Regions from separate parts of the Mus musculus genome. Here regions 1, 2 and 4 are each linked to region 3. A link is a contact called in public HiChIP or PLAC-seq data. All regions are on one chromosome and are shown on one strand. Each heading gives the region's core, a stretch centred on a gene start, on an enhancer-like site or on the middle of the called end of the contact. The rest is flanking DNA. Distances are from core to core; before and after follow the strand shown.

Evidence for each region. HiChIP or PLAC-seq counts read pairs in DNA pulled down with a chosen protein or histone mark.
Region 1: an H3K27ac HiChIP or PLAC-seq map of embryonic stem cells shows a contact between it and region 3, with 19 read pairs. The contact joins the promoter of Crtap here to the promoter of Ccr4 in region 3. A contact is called at or near these places in 6 of 39 promoter capture datasets (the 3T3-L1 cell line, HPC-7-derived erythroid cells, embryonic stem cells and 1 more), 2 of 15 datasets of contacts at CTCF or cohesin (CD8 T cells and embryonic stem cells), 24 of 484 Hi-C or Micro-C datasets (the AML12 cell line, the G1E-ER4 cell line, embryonic stem cells and 4 more), 13 of 115 datasets of contacts at active chromatin or transcription factors (CD8 T cells, the HPC-7 cell line, T-cell acute lymphoblastic leukemia and 4 more) and 4 of 9 other capture datasets (adipose tissue, embryonic stem cells, liver and 1 more).
Region 2: a contact with region 3 is called in an H3K27ac HiChIP or PLAC-seq map of embryonic stem cells, with 19 read pairs. The contact joins the promoter of Trim71 here to the promoter of Ccr4 in region 3. A contact is called at or near these places in 19 of 39 promoter capture datasets (the 3T3-L1 cell line, 3T3-L1-derived adipocytes, the HPC-7 cell line and 10 more), 1 of 15 datasets of contacts at CTCF or cohesin (CD8 T cells), 135 of 484 Hi-C or Micro-C datasets (3T3-L1-derived adipocytes, the AML12 cell line, B cells and 69 more), 32 of 115 datasets of contacts at active chromatin or transcription factors (CD8 T cells, the HPC-7 cell line, bone marrow-derived macrophages and 15 more) and 4 of 9 other capture datasets (adipose tissue, embryonic stem cells, liver and 1 more).
Region 4: an H3K27ac HiChIP or PLAC-seq map of embryonic stem cells shows a contact between it and region 3, with 69 read pairs. The contact joins the enhancer-like site here to the promoter of Ccr4 in region 3. A contact is called at or near these places in 25 of 39 promoter capture datasets (the 3T3-L1 cell line, 3T3-L1-derived adipocytes, the C10 cell line and 14 more), 12 of 15 datasets of contacts at CTCF or cohesin (CD8 T cells, the G1E-ER4 cell line, the NIH/3T3 cell line and 5 more), 292 of 484 Hi-C or Micro-C datasets (3T3-L1-derived adipocytes, the 4T1 cell line, the 63-12 cell line and 140 more), 54 of 115 datasets of contacts at active chromatin or transcription factors (the 230-238 cell line, CD4 single positive thymocytes, CD8 T cells and 30 more) and 5 of 9 other capture datasets (adipose tissue, embryonic stem cells, embryonic tail and 2 more).

What each region holds. Positions count from the first base shown.
Region 1 is chr9:114,389,420-114,392,119 of GRCm38.p6, reverse strand. Crtap (cartilage associated protein) reads left to right here and starts at 1,408. Exons shown (of 7, transcript NM_019922.2): 1 at 1,408-1,988. The coding sequence starts at 1,521.
Region 2 is chr9:114,563,117-114,565,816 of GRCm38.p6, reverse strand. It overlaps Trim71 (tripartite motif-containing 71), which reads left to right and starts at 1,448. Exons shown (of 4, transcript NM_001042503.2): 1 at 1,448-2,700. The coding sequence starts at 2,700.
Region 3 is chr9:114,495,243-114,497,942 of GRCm38.p6, reverse strand. Ccr4 (chemokine (C-C motif) receptor 4) reads left to right here and starts at 1,399. Exons shown (of 2, transcript NM_009916.2): 1 at 1,399-1,445.
Region 4 is chr9:114,583,016-114,585,715 of GRCm38.p6, reverse strand. No RefSeq gene overlaps it. Among named protein-coding and RNA genes, the nearest start is that of Trim71, 20 kb to the right of the region's middle. Within about 2 kb of position 1,450, at least 138 of the 459 cell types and tissues checked have an H3K27ac peak or open chromatin away from gene starts, as enhancers often do. A contact at or near this core is called in 8-cell embryo, the AML12 cell line, the C2C12 cell line and 46 more, where this site is marked.

The DNA of each region.
Region 1 (2,700 bases), core at 159-2,658, 110 kb after region 3:
TGCTGGGAATTGAACTCAGGATCTCTGGAGGAGCAGTCAGTGCTCTTAACCACTGAGCCATCTCTCCAGCCCTTATTCAGATTTCTGATATCTCCAATTCTAATCTTACAGTCATATGATCTAATATTAATCCCAACGCCCATCCATTTATTGAATAGCACAGTAAATACAGTATTGAAAAGGAATGAGGAATTCTTGTTGTAATAAATCCTTTACAGGAACCTCCCCAAGAACCTGGTTTTCCTGGCCTCCTGACCGGGAACCGCACCCAGGTACCACAGCACGGGTGTGGAGGTCAAACATTGACGTGGAGGAGCCGATTCTGTTTTCCCAAAGTGTCCTGAGATTGAACTCAGGTCATCAGGCTTGGTACCAAGTGCCTTTAGCAGCTAATCTCGGAAGTTCTAAATACCTTCTGTTTTTGTTTGTTTGTTTTAGACAAGGTCTCATTGTGTAGCCTAGGCTGCTCCGGAACTCAGAGACTCACTGCTTCTGCCTTCTAAAAGTGCTGGGATCAAAGGTGAGCCAGTCAGCTTCTAAGTTTTACAAAAGGGTATGTGTATATGTATGTGTGTGTATATATATATATATATATATATATATATATATATATATATATATATACATACATACATACATACATATTTTACAAAAGGGTATGTGTATATGTATGTATGTATATATATATAGTTTTGAATTCTATCCCTATACCTTTGCTGTAAACTATTTCAAAGTGTACAGAATTTTTTTTTTCAAGACAGGGTTTCTCTGTGTAGCCTTGGCTGTCCTGGAACTCACTCTGTAGACCAGGCTGGCCTCGAACTCAGAGATCCGCCTGCCTCTGCCTCCCGAGTGCTGGGATTAAAGGCGTGCGCCACCACGCCCAGCTCAGAATTTTTTTCTTAATGCTGTCTTCATCATATAGCTCAGGTAAATTCCTCCAGCATCCTAAGACGTAATATATCCTCAACTAGACAAGTCACACGATATTCAAGGAGCCACCGGTATTCTTACTAATTTTATCCATGCAACATCCTCTAAAACCTTAGGTCAATAGCATTGCTATTCAAAGTGTGAAGCCTGTAAACCCGCAGCCTATTATTTATGGCAGGCTTAGCGATGTAAATTTGAAATAAATTTGAACTATAGTGGGAGTTTAAGGCTAATCTGGGCTACAGCTAGGAGACCGAGTCGAAAACTAAAACGCACCCCAACCAGGATGTGGTGAACCAGAAATTAGGCGTGCGCGGCCCATACATTCTTAAAGTGATTATAAACTTTCTTTCCTGTCAAAGATGGGAGTTCCACGCACCGCAGGCTGGCCTGGAATTCACTTGGGTCCTACCCCTCCACCTTTCAGAGGCAAAGGCTGAGCACCTCCTCCAGGCACGCCCATCTCGGTCCCCCGGCGAGGAGGTCTGCCGGACGGGGCGGGCCACGGCCCGCTTCCCCGCCTCCCTTCCTAGGCCTGCCGCGTCGCGCGTCCTCAGCTCGGGGCTCTGGTTCGTGGGCCACGCGCGATGGGGCCCCGCAGCCCTACGGCCGCGTTGCTGGTGCTGCTGTGTGTCGGGTGCGCGCCGACCCCCGGGCGCGGGCAGTACGAGCGCTACAGCTTCCGCAGCTTCCCGCGGGACGAGCTGATGCCGCTCGAGTCGGCCTACCGCCACGCGCTCGACCAGTACAGCGGCGAGCACTGGGCCGAGAGCGTGGGCTACCTGGAGGTGAGCCTGCGGCTGCACCGTCTGCTGCGCGACAGCGAGGCCTTCTGCCACCGCAACTGCAGCGCGGCCACGCCAGCACCCGCGCCCGCCGGCCCGGCCAGCCACGCCGAACTACGCCTCTTCGGCAGCGTGCTGCGCCGCGCGCAGTGCCTCAAGCGCTGCAAGCAGGGCCTGCCCGCCTTCCGCCAGTCGCAGCCCAGCCGCTCAGTGCTGGCGGACTTTCAGCAGCGCGAGCCCTACAAGTTTCTGCAGTTCGCCTACTTCAAGGTAAGGGCACTCGCCCCACCCCGAACCCCGCCCTGCCAAACCCCGCCCACTCTACCGAGCCGCTCTCTGTCGAGCCCAGGTCGCCGCCCCCGAGCCCCGCCCACAGAACCCCTTCCGGCTGATCCGGTCTAGCCGACCCCAGCTCCCAAACCACTTCTGCCCTATCCCAATCCCCCCAGCAAGCCTGCAGTCCAGTTGAGCCTCGCCCACCCAGGCCCCGCCAATCACATCTCCTGTCCTGTGTCCAGGACCATCCCCCTCTGCACAATCACCCTCCCTCAAAATTTGTCCTACCGAACAGGGTCCAATCTTGCCCCACCCTCCCTTGTGAGCGCTCACCAGCAGCATCCCATATTGGGCCTCCCTTGGGCCACTTCTCTAGGTCTAGCCCCACCAAGCCCAAGGCTCAGCCCTGCCACTCAACCTCGAGCATCATTCCTTTATCCTTTGATTTTTTTTTTCTCATTTATATTTTTATGTGCGTGCGTGCTGTGTGAAATCTGTGTGCCTGTGTCTGTGTGTATACCATGTCATACGTGTGTGGATGCCTATGGAGGCCAGAAGAGGGCAGCAGATCCCTTGGAGCTGAAATTAGAGGTGATTGTGAGCCACCCAGTGTAACCTGAGTACAGGGAACAGAGAGAACTTTGGGTCCTCTGCAAGGGCAGGACGTGCCCTTATCCACTGAGCTATGGCTCCAGTCCCCTTCACC
Region 2 (2,700 bases), core at 199-2,698, 68 kb before region 3:
CAGGAGTAGAAGGTCACAAAGGGATCTTCGATGTTGTTTGGACAGTGGAGCTCTGGAAAGCAGAGGGGTCTCTGGTCTTCCCATGATGCTGTAGGTCACTTGTGGGGGGTGGGGGTGGGGGAGAGGAGTGTGTGTGTGTGTGGCTTGTCCCTGAAGTATCTGAGCCCCAAGGGATTTGCCTCTTCAGCAGCCTGTCCAGAATGGATTCATGTTTCTAGAATGATCTTTTCTGTTGTTGTTTTTTTTTTTTTTCCCCATGAATAAAAGGCAGTATCTAGAATTGCATCCTATCCGTATCATTACGATCCAGGAATGGTTACTTAGATTGGAAGCTACATTCTCTTCTAGGCTTTCATAATCATACACACACACACACACACACTCACACACACACACACACACACACACACACACACACACACACACACACACAGTGTGTCTATGTGGGGGTATGTGCACATGAAGCAAGAAGTTCAGAGCCACCCAAAGTGGGGTTCTGAGAATTGAACTCTCCTCTTGATGGACTGCAGAGCTAACCTTTCCAGTTCTTTCATCACTTTCTTGAGAGGTTTCATGTAGCCCAGATCTTGAACGTGTGAGGGTCCAGCGTGCAGTCTTTTTCCTTTCAAAGTATAATCTACAGAGTGAAATTTTATACACAGCTTGATGGCATTTGTTTATGTATTTTACTCGCGAGTTAATTTGACAGAGGGTCTCACAGTGTAGTTCTGCCCTAGCCTCTTGCTTGCTGAATTATAATGGGTACACCACCACACCCATCTTAAGTAGCATTAAAAAAAAAAAGTTCTGAGAGCAGCCTTTCCAAGTCTTTCTTCTGAGAGCCTTAAAGTTTCACCCTCAGAACCGCCTGGGGCACCACCCAGATGGCCGCGGGGCCCGTCAGTGGGTCGCCTTCTCTTAACAGCTGCCTGGGCTCCCATTAAAACTGAGAGCAACCAGCCCCTTGGACGTCCAGAATTCAGAGTCGTTTAGTTCCATGCATCCAACTGCACAACTGTGCGATGCTTGAGGTCGGTCTCAGCTTTGTAGAGTCCTAGAGAAATGTAAAGGAAAAGGAAGAGAAAAAAAAGGGGGTGATGGTGGTGTTGGGGGTGGGGGGACCTAGCTCTCCGGGGCAGTGGCCATCAGCTTCCAAGAGGCAAAGATTCAGAATGAAGTCTTTTTTTCTTTCTTTCTTTCTTTTTTTTTTTTTTAATAAACGGAAGAGTCGCTCTGCGTTCCTCGCCCAGGAGGTTCCAAAGGTCGTCACACTGAGGCCTGGGGGCGATCGTCTCCCCCGCGGCCGGAGCGGGGGAGGAGGGTGGTGGGAGGAGGGGAGGCGTACACAAAAGCCGGCCGGGCCAAGAGGGCTAATGTTTCCTGTTTGCCTGGAACCCCCTCCCCGGCCTCCCCTCCCCCACCCCTCCCAGCACTCGGGCGGAAGTGAGTTTGCTCCTTTGGAGATTAAAAGGATTCCGAATTCCGATCAGTCCCAATAACCCGCGTTCTGAGAGGCGGCAAAGCGGAGAAAGAAGGGGGACACGCGCACGCACACAGCCCCTCGTTCGGGGGAGTCGTGCAAAATAAAGCCCAAAGCAACCCAGGACACCAGGGCATCGGGAGAGCCTGAGCCCGGTAGGCGCAGCGCAGCCGGGGCCACCCGCATCCCCGCTCGGCGAATCGTTCGTAGGAGGATGACGCAGGCGGGAGCCGCGGGCGGCGTTGGCCACGCGGCTCCCGAAGTGGCCGCGCGGGTCCCTCGCGTACTCCTCTGATTCGAGCAAGCCCGGGAGGGAGACTCGGTTCCCGAGGCTCCGGGATTGAAGGGGGGACCCAAGCGAGGGTGAAATGGCCCGATGACAAAGGAAATGTGATCCTCCTTCGCTGCCCAGGTTTCGGAGAGGACGGCCGTGAGGAGGAGGGGCGCGCGGCTCGCGCGGAACGCGGATAGCATTGCACGACGGCCCCGCGCGGAGCGGGCGGCCCGTACATCCAATATCTTCCCGCCGATGAATAATTCAGGGCGGCCCGCGGGGACCTGCGGCCCCGCGCCGCGGAGCGCCTGAGGCCGGAGAAGGGTCGGAGCGCGCGCTAGAGAGCGAGCCAGGAGGCCGGAGGACACGCGGGCGCCGGGCCGCGTGGGGCGCGCGCGCGTGTGAGCGCATAGAGACCGCGGCCCGGCAGGGCTGCGCACGGGCGCGGAGCGTGTGGGGCGCGCGTGCGTACTTGGCACGCGTGCTTCCGCGGGCCGGGGGCCCCCGCACGAGGCGCAGCTGCGCGCCCGAGCCGACCGCGCCGCGGGGGAGGCTGCGCCTCGGCCGCCACGCAGGAGCTCCTGCCGCCGCGTCATGCGGCGGGGCGGCCGGCGGCGCGCGCGGGGACTTGGACTGCTGCGACTCCCGGACGTTTTCCCCTCCCTCCAGGAGGCTCAATTCATTTAGCCGGAGGGCAAGGAAAAAAAAAAAACAACACAAGCAAGACTCGTTGGGACCAAATTGGTTTGCGCCGCGGGGACCGGATTCCACGGCGGACTTTGAGACTTGTGCGGGCGCTCGTTTGCTGAGGAGTAGCAGTGCAAACCCGCCCTGCCGAGGTGGCCCAGGGGTCGCCTCCACCGCGTCCTCGATGCGCTCTGCTGAGTGAGCCGCGCGCCCTCATCCTCCTCGCCGCGCGCCCTCTGCCCTCCAGCCCGCCTGCAAA
Region 3 (2,700 bases), core at 150-2,649:
AGGGCAGCCAGAGCTACACAGAGAAACCCTGTCTCAAAAAAAGAAAAAAAAAGATTTATTTATTTTTAGTCAGGTGTAATGGCACACATCTTTAATCCTACACTTCAGAAGCAGAGGCAGGCAGATCTCTGAATTTCAGGGCAGCTGAGGCTACAAACTTCATGTCTCCTGCCCCAGAAAAACAATGTTTATTTATTCTCACTTGTATGTGTATGAGGCTTTGGCCTACATATATGTAAGTGCGCCACATGTGTGCAGTAGCCACAGAGACGAAGAGAGTGTCAGGTCCCCTAGAAATGGAGCTACAGACACTTGGGTACAGAGAGCTGGTGGCAGGTCCTCTGTAAGAGCAGCCAGTGCTCTTGTCTCTTCTGACCCTGATGTTTCATTTGAAATCCTCCCTGCAGGAAGGTCTCCTGGTTCTTAAGGAGTGGGGATGCACTGTGCCAGGCTGCCTGCTGGTTACCTCTGGGTAGTAGCAGCTTGCCCATCCCACAAGGCTGAAAGCTGCCCTGGGTCTCAAGATCAACTCATGCTCCCCCTGGCAGCTCAGTCATTTCCGGTTTTGTTTATATGGATGGAGGTTTTGCCTCCATGTGTGTTGCTGCGTCGAGCTTGTGCCATGTCTAGGAGAGGGCAGCAGATCCTCTGAAAATGGAGTTACCTGACGAAGTCACCTTGTAAGTCAGACTCACATCATTAAATCAACTTTCCCCTCCTCTGCATGTTTTTGTTCGGTTTGTTGTTTTTGGTTTGTTTTTGTTTTTGCTTGTTTTGTTGTTGGTTGTTTTGTTTTGTTTCTTGTTGGTTTTTTTGTTTTTGGTCTTCTCCCAGAGTTGAAGACCTAATCAAGGGACTCGTGCTCACAGTTTTTCTTTTTTTAAACAACTGCTCTTTGTGGTCCTGCGATTAGACCCAGGGCTTTGATCACTCTAAGCAAACCCTCTGCCTCTGTGCGCCATCCCTAACCCACAGCACATATATTTCACAACTTGAAAAGCCTTAAAGTTTCCCTTTTTATTCTCCCTCCCTGTCCCTTCCCTCCATGCCCTCCCATCCATTCTTTTTTGAGGCAGGTTCACATGTAGTTCAGGTTAGCCTTAAACACACTATGTAGCCCAGGATGACCGCCTGCCTCCACCTCCCACGTGCTGGGATCACAGTCTACGCCGCTGCACCTGGCTCTTACCTTCTTGTCATTTTTCTTCCCTGCCACAGAAGAAACTACACCAGCCTAGCTTTGCGTTTGGGGAAATGAGTCACTCAGCTTTTTTTTTTTTTTTTCTTTCTTCTTCCTTTTGTCAAGAAGCCCCACATGGGTGAGGGGAGAGTTGGTATATCACAGTGTCACAGGAAGTCACATACCCTTCAAAGCACCTTTGCTGCTTCTAGGATCCTGGCATTGCTTCATAGACTGTCCTCAGGATCACTTTCAGAAGAGCAAGGTAGGTGGAGACAGGGACATTCGCGGGACCTGTGGCTGCGCTGCTGCAGGTGCCTGTGGCTTCGGGGAGCACGGACAGGTGACTAGCTACCTGCCTGGCCCCACACTCAGGTTTTGTTTTGTTTTGTTTTGTTAATTTATCTTGTTGTATGTGTAAGAATGTTTTGCCTGCAAATATGTAAGTGCCCACGTGTGTGCTTGTGCCTAAGGAGGTTGTAAGAAAAGGAAAAGGGCCTCGGATCCCCTGGAATTGGGGTTACAGATGGTTTCGAGCCACCATCCGGGTGTTAGAAATTGAAGCCGTGTCCTCTTCCAGAGCAGCCAGGGACCTTAGCCACCAAGCCATCTCAGCAGCTTCACACTCAGGCTTCTTAATCTTGCTGGTGCTGGCCTCTGTCTTGGAGAACACACACTTCCTACCTGTCTGCAGGCAGGCCGCCTGAGGCTTCACCAGCCAGGCATCCATTCCGGACTCGGCTCACGCCCTCAAGTCTGACGAGGACTGCAAACTTTTCTGCTTGTTCCAGCAAGGAATATCACATACCCAGGAATTACGGCATCGTAGGTGACTTACTTACTTAATTAGTAATTTTCTTTTGAAATGTATTTTATTACATTTCTTTATGTAGTGCAGGTATATATGGATGTGTGTGTGTGCCTATATACGGAGGGTGCGTGTCAGAGGGTAATTTGCGGGAGTCTGTTTTTTTTTCTACCATGTGAGACCAAGGAATTAAACTCAGGGTTAGGCAGATGTCTCCATTTGCAGAGCATCCTCTTGGCCTCACTTGGTTTTGAGAGTCAGATACAGTGCAGGCTGGCCTCACCCTCAGTGTTGCTGAGCATGGCCTTGAACTTCTGGCCTTCCTGCCTGTGCCTCAGCCTCTCAAATGCTGGCATATATATATGGGCCAGTAGACTGGACTATCCTTTTTGTTTGGCGGTTTGTTCTTCTGAGCCTATCTTCATTCTTCTGTTTTACTGAAATTTTTTTCCCCCTTTAAACTTTACTGGTAAAATGATAGCAACACAAGACAGTTGTTAGTCACTGACAAGCCTCCCAGGAGACTCTCCCATGTGACAAGTCTTCATCATGCTTTTCCAAGGGGAAAAAAAAAAAAAAACCAAAGAAATAAAATCTCTTTTGAAAAAACACCAGGGGTAGGGGTGATGGTTCAGTGGGCAATGCGTTCGTACCTAAAACACAGGGCCTTGAGCTCTCCAGAAGGTGAGCAAAAGCCAGGAGTGGCTGTGCA
Region 4 (2,700 bases), core at 201-2,700, 88 kb before region 3:
CTCACAAATCCACCTGTCTCTGCCTCTCAGCACACCAGAAGGCAGAGAATGACAGATCTCTGAGTTCAAGGCCAGCTTGGTCTACAGAGTTCTTCCAGGGCTAAGCAGAGAAACTCTGTCTCAACCAAACAAAAAACAAAAATTTGCAAAATTTGAGTGACATTGAAATATGTGAGATTGGCCGGGCGTGGTGGCGCTCGCCTTTAATCCCAGCACTGGGAGGCAGAGTCAGGCGGATTTCTGAGGCCAGCCCGGTCTACAAAGTGAGCTCCAGGACAGCCAGAGCTATAAAGAGAAACCCTGTCTCGAAAAACCAAAAAAAGAAAAAAAAGAAAAAAAAAAAAAAGAAATATGTGAGATTGAAGCCATTCTGGACAGTATAGCAAATTCCAGGCCAGCCAGGGTTTCATAATGAGACCTGTCTCAAAGGGGAAGGGGAGAGAATAAGAAGTAAATTATGAAGATGGGTGAGAGGAGCTGAAGGTATGCAGAGGATGGTGCTCGATTCCCAGAATCCACACGGTGGCTCGAAACCAGGTAGCTCCAGGTCAATAGAGCTGATGCCCTCTTCTGGCCTCCGGGGGCGCATAACCTGCTGGTAAAATACTCCCCATGTAAAGTAGAGTTTCATGCTATTTTTCTTTCTGGGCTTAGCAGTGTTCCAAGGGGCCTGAAATGGGGTGGCCTGTAATAGCCCCAAGGTCCCAGGGCCCTCAGTATTTGTGTCCCTCACCCCTTGTGGAGTAAAGGTTGAGCAATGGCCCAGGATAGGTGCCTTAGTTAATGGTCAGACTGGATCCTAGAAGCCAACAGGCCTGGCCTAAAGTAAACACAAAGTAAACACGCCCTGACACAAAGCTGGGAGGCGGGCGCAGAGGCTCGGCCAGGTGCGAGTGGGCTGTCACGGAAGGAGGCAGTGAAGTTCATTAGCCTCCTCATTTGGGGCAAAGCGAATCCGTGTGGTGACACACAATTGTCTTGGAGGATTTAAGGGGATTTGCCTGAGTGTCCCGGTGGGCCCCTAGCCTCCTCCTAATCCAGTCCACATTTCAGACTACTTAGGAACGCATTAAATGTCAAAGCCGGCGTTTAGGAAAATATCTACATTTCGTATGCAACGCCCGGGTCAAAAGAAAAGCCAAACCGACGAACCTTCCAGCTTTTGGCGCAAGAGGCACTCTGTGTGGTCCCCAGTGTGAATGGGGAGGGCCGCGCTCCCCTCCCAGGAATGCAGTCCTTTCTCTAGGGGAAAATGCTAATGCTTTGTTTCTGCCTTGGCTCCCCCAGGCGCGGGGGCGCCCCCGCACGATTGTCACCGCCACATTAGCATGTGAGCAGCCCCTATCCCCACCCACACCCACACCCCCCCCCCCCCAGCTCAGCCCTGATTGGGGACTTCTGGGACCCGGGCAATGGCCAGCTGCCAACAGTCTTACCACAGTCCATATCTCCGCTGAGACCTCAGGAAGCTAACAGGCAACCCTGCAGGTGGGGAGTTTTCACTCCATACGCGTTGATCCTTTAATATACGAGAAAAAACTTTATTGTAGCTGTCCCACCAAGGAAATCAAAATCATTGGAACAGCTGTGGTCCCGCTGCGATCTGTGTCCTTATCACCAGGGTATCCTGCCCACGATGTGACTCTTCACACGACCTCCAAGCTATTCCCAGCGGGGACAGCCGGGAAGGGGTACGGCCAGCCCGCGGGATCCCTCTGGAAAGCAGCAGAGAGGCAGAGTCTCGGGACGCAACCGGGAATCCGCGTGGAGCCCGGGGCGCCGAGCGCCACCTAGCGGCAGCGCGGAACAGCCCAACAAATTTCTTCACTGATTTCTTCCCGTCATCTGTTCCTTTCCACTTTATTCGATTCTATTGATTTTGTTTTAGTTATTTGACTAGTTTGTTTTATACAGCTTTATTTTACTCCTGTCACTTCCGTGGTTGAGTAAATGTATAAGCCATTTCTATCTTTGGCTTTTTTTTTTTTTTTTGGTTTTTTTCCCCATTGTTTAGATTTTAATTTTTACCATAATAACATTACTCAATGTATTTCATTTGCTTCGGTTCCTTGACTTATCTTTGCTCTGTGGGTGAAGGTTTAAGATCCTCTGTACTCTTCTGGCTCTTTTCTGCCTGAGTTTTTGGGGGTTTTTTTGTTTTGTTTTTTTGTTTGTTTTTGTTTTTTGAGACAGGGTTTCTCTGTGTAGTCCTGGCTGTTCTGGAACTCACTTTGTAGACCAGGCTGGCCTCAAACTCAGAAATCCGCCTGCCTCTGCCTCCCAAGTGCTGGGATTAAAGGCGTGCACCACCACCACCCGGCCTGAGTTTTTAAAGAAAGGAAAAATACTGCTTTAGCTAAGTACTCCCAAGTATTGGACAAGGATGATATTTTATGGCTTTATGCCGAGGCTGGGCCAGGCAAGCATCTATTTGGATAAATACCATTGATAAGTATTTCAGCTGGCATTGTGACAAAGGACTGTCTTGCCTGTAGTCCCTGACTAAGGCAGAAGATTGCTCAGAAGTTTAAGCTTGACTGCATGAAACAATGGAGTGAGAATTTGTCTCAAAAATCAAACGACAGGGACTGGAGAGATGAATCTACAGTTAAAAACACTGGCTGGCTGGCTGACTGCTCTTCTAGAAGAACCGGGTTCAATTCTCAGTGCCCACACATCGACTCACAGCCATCTGCAATT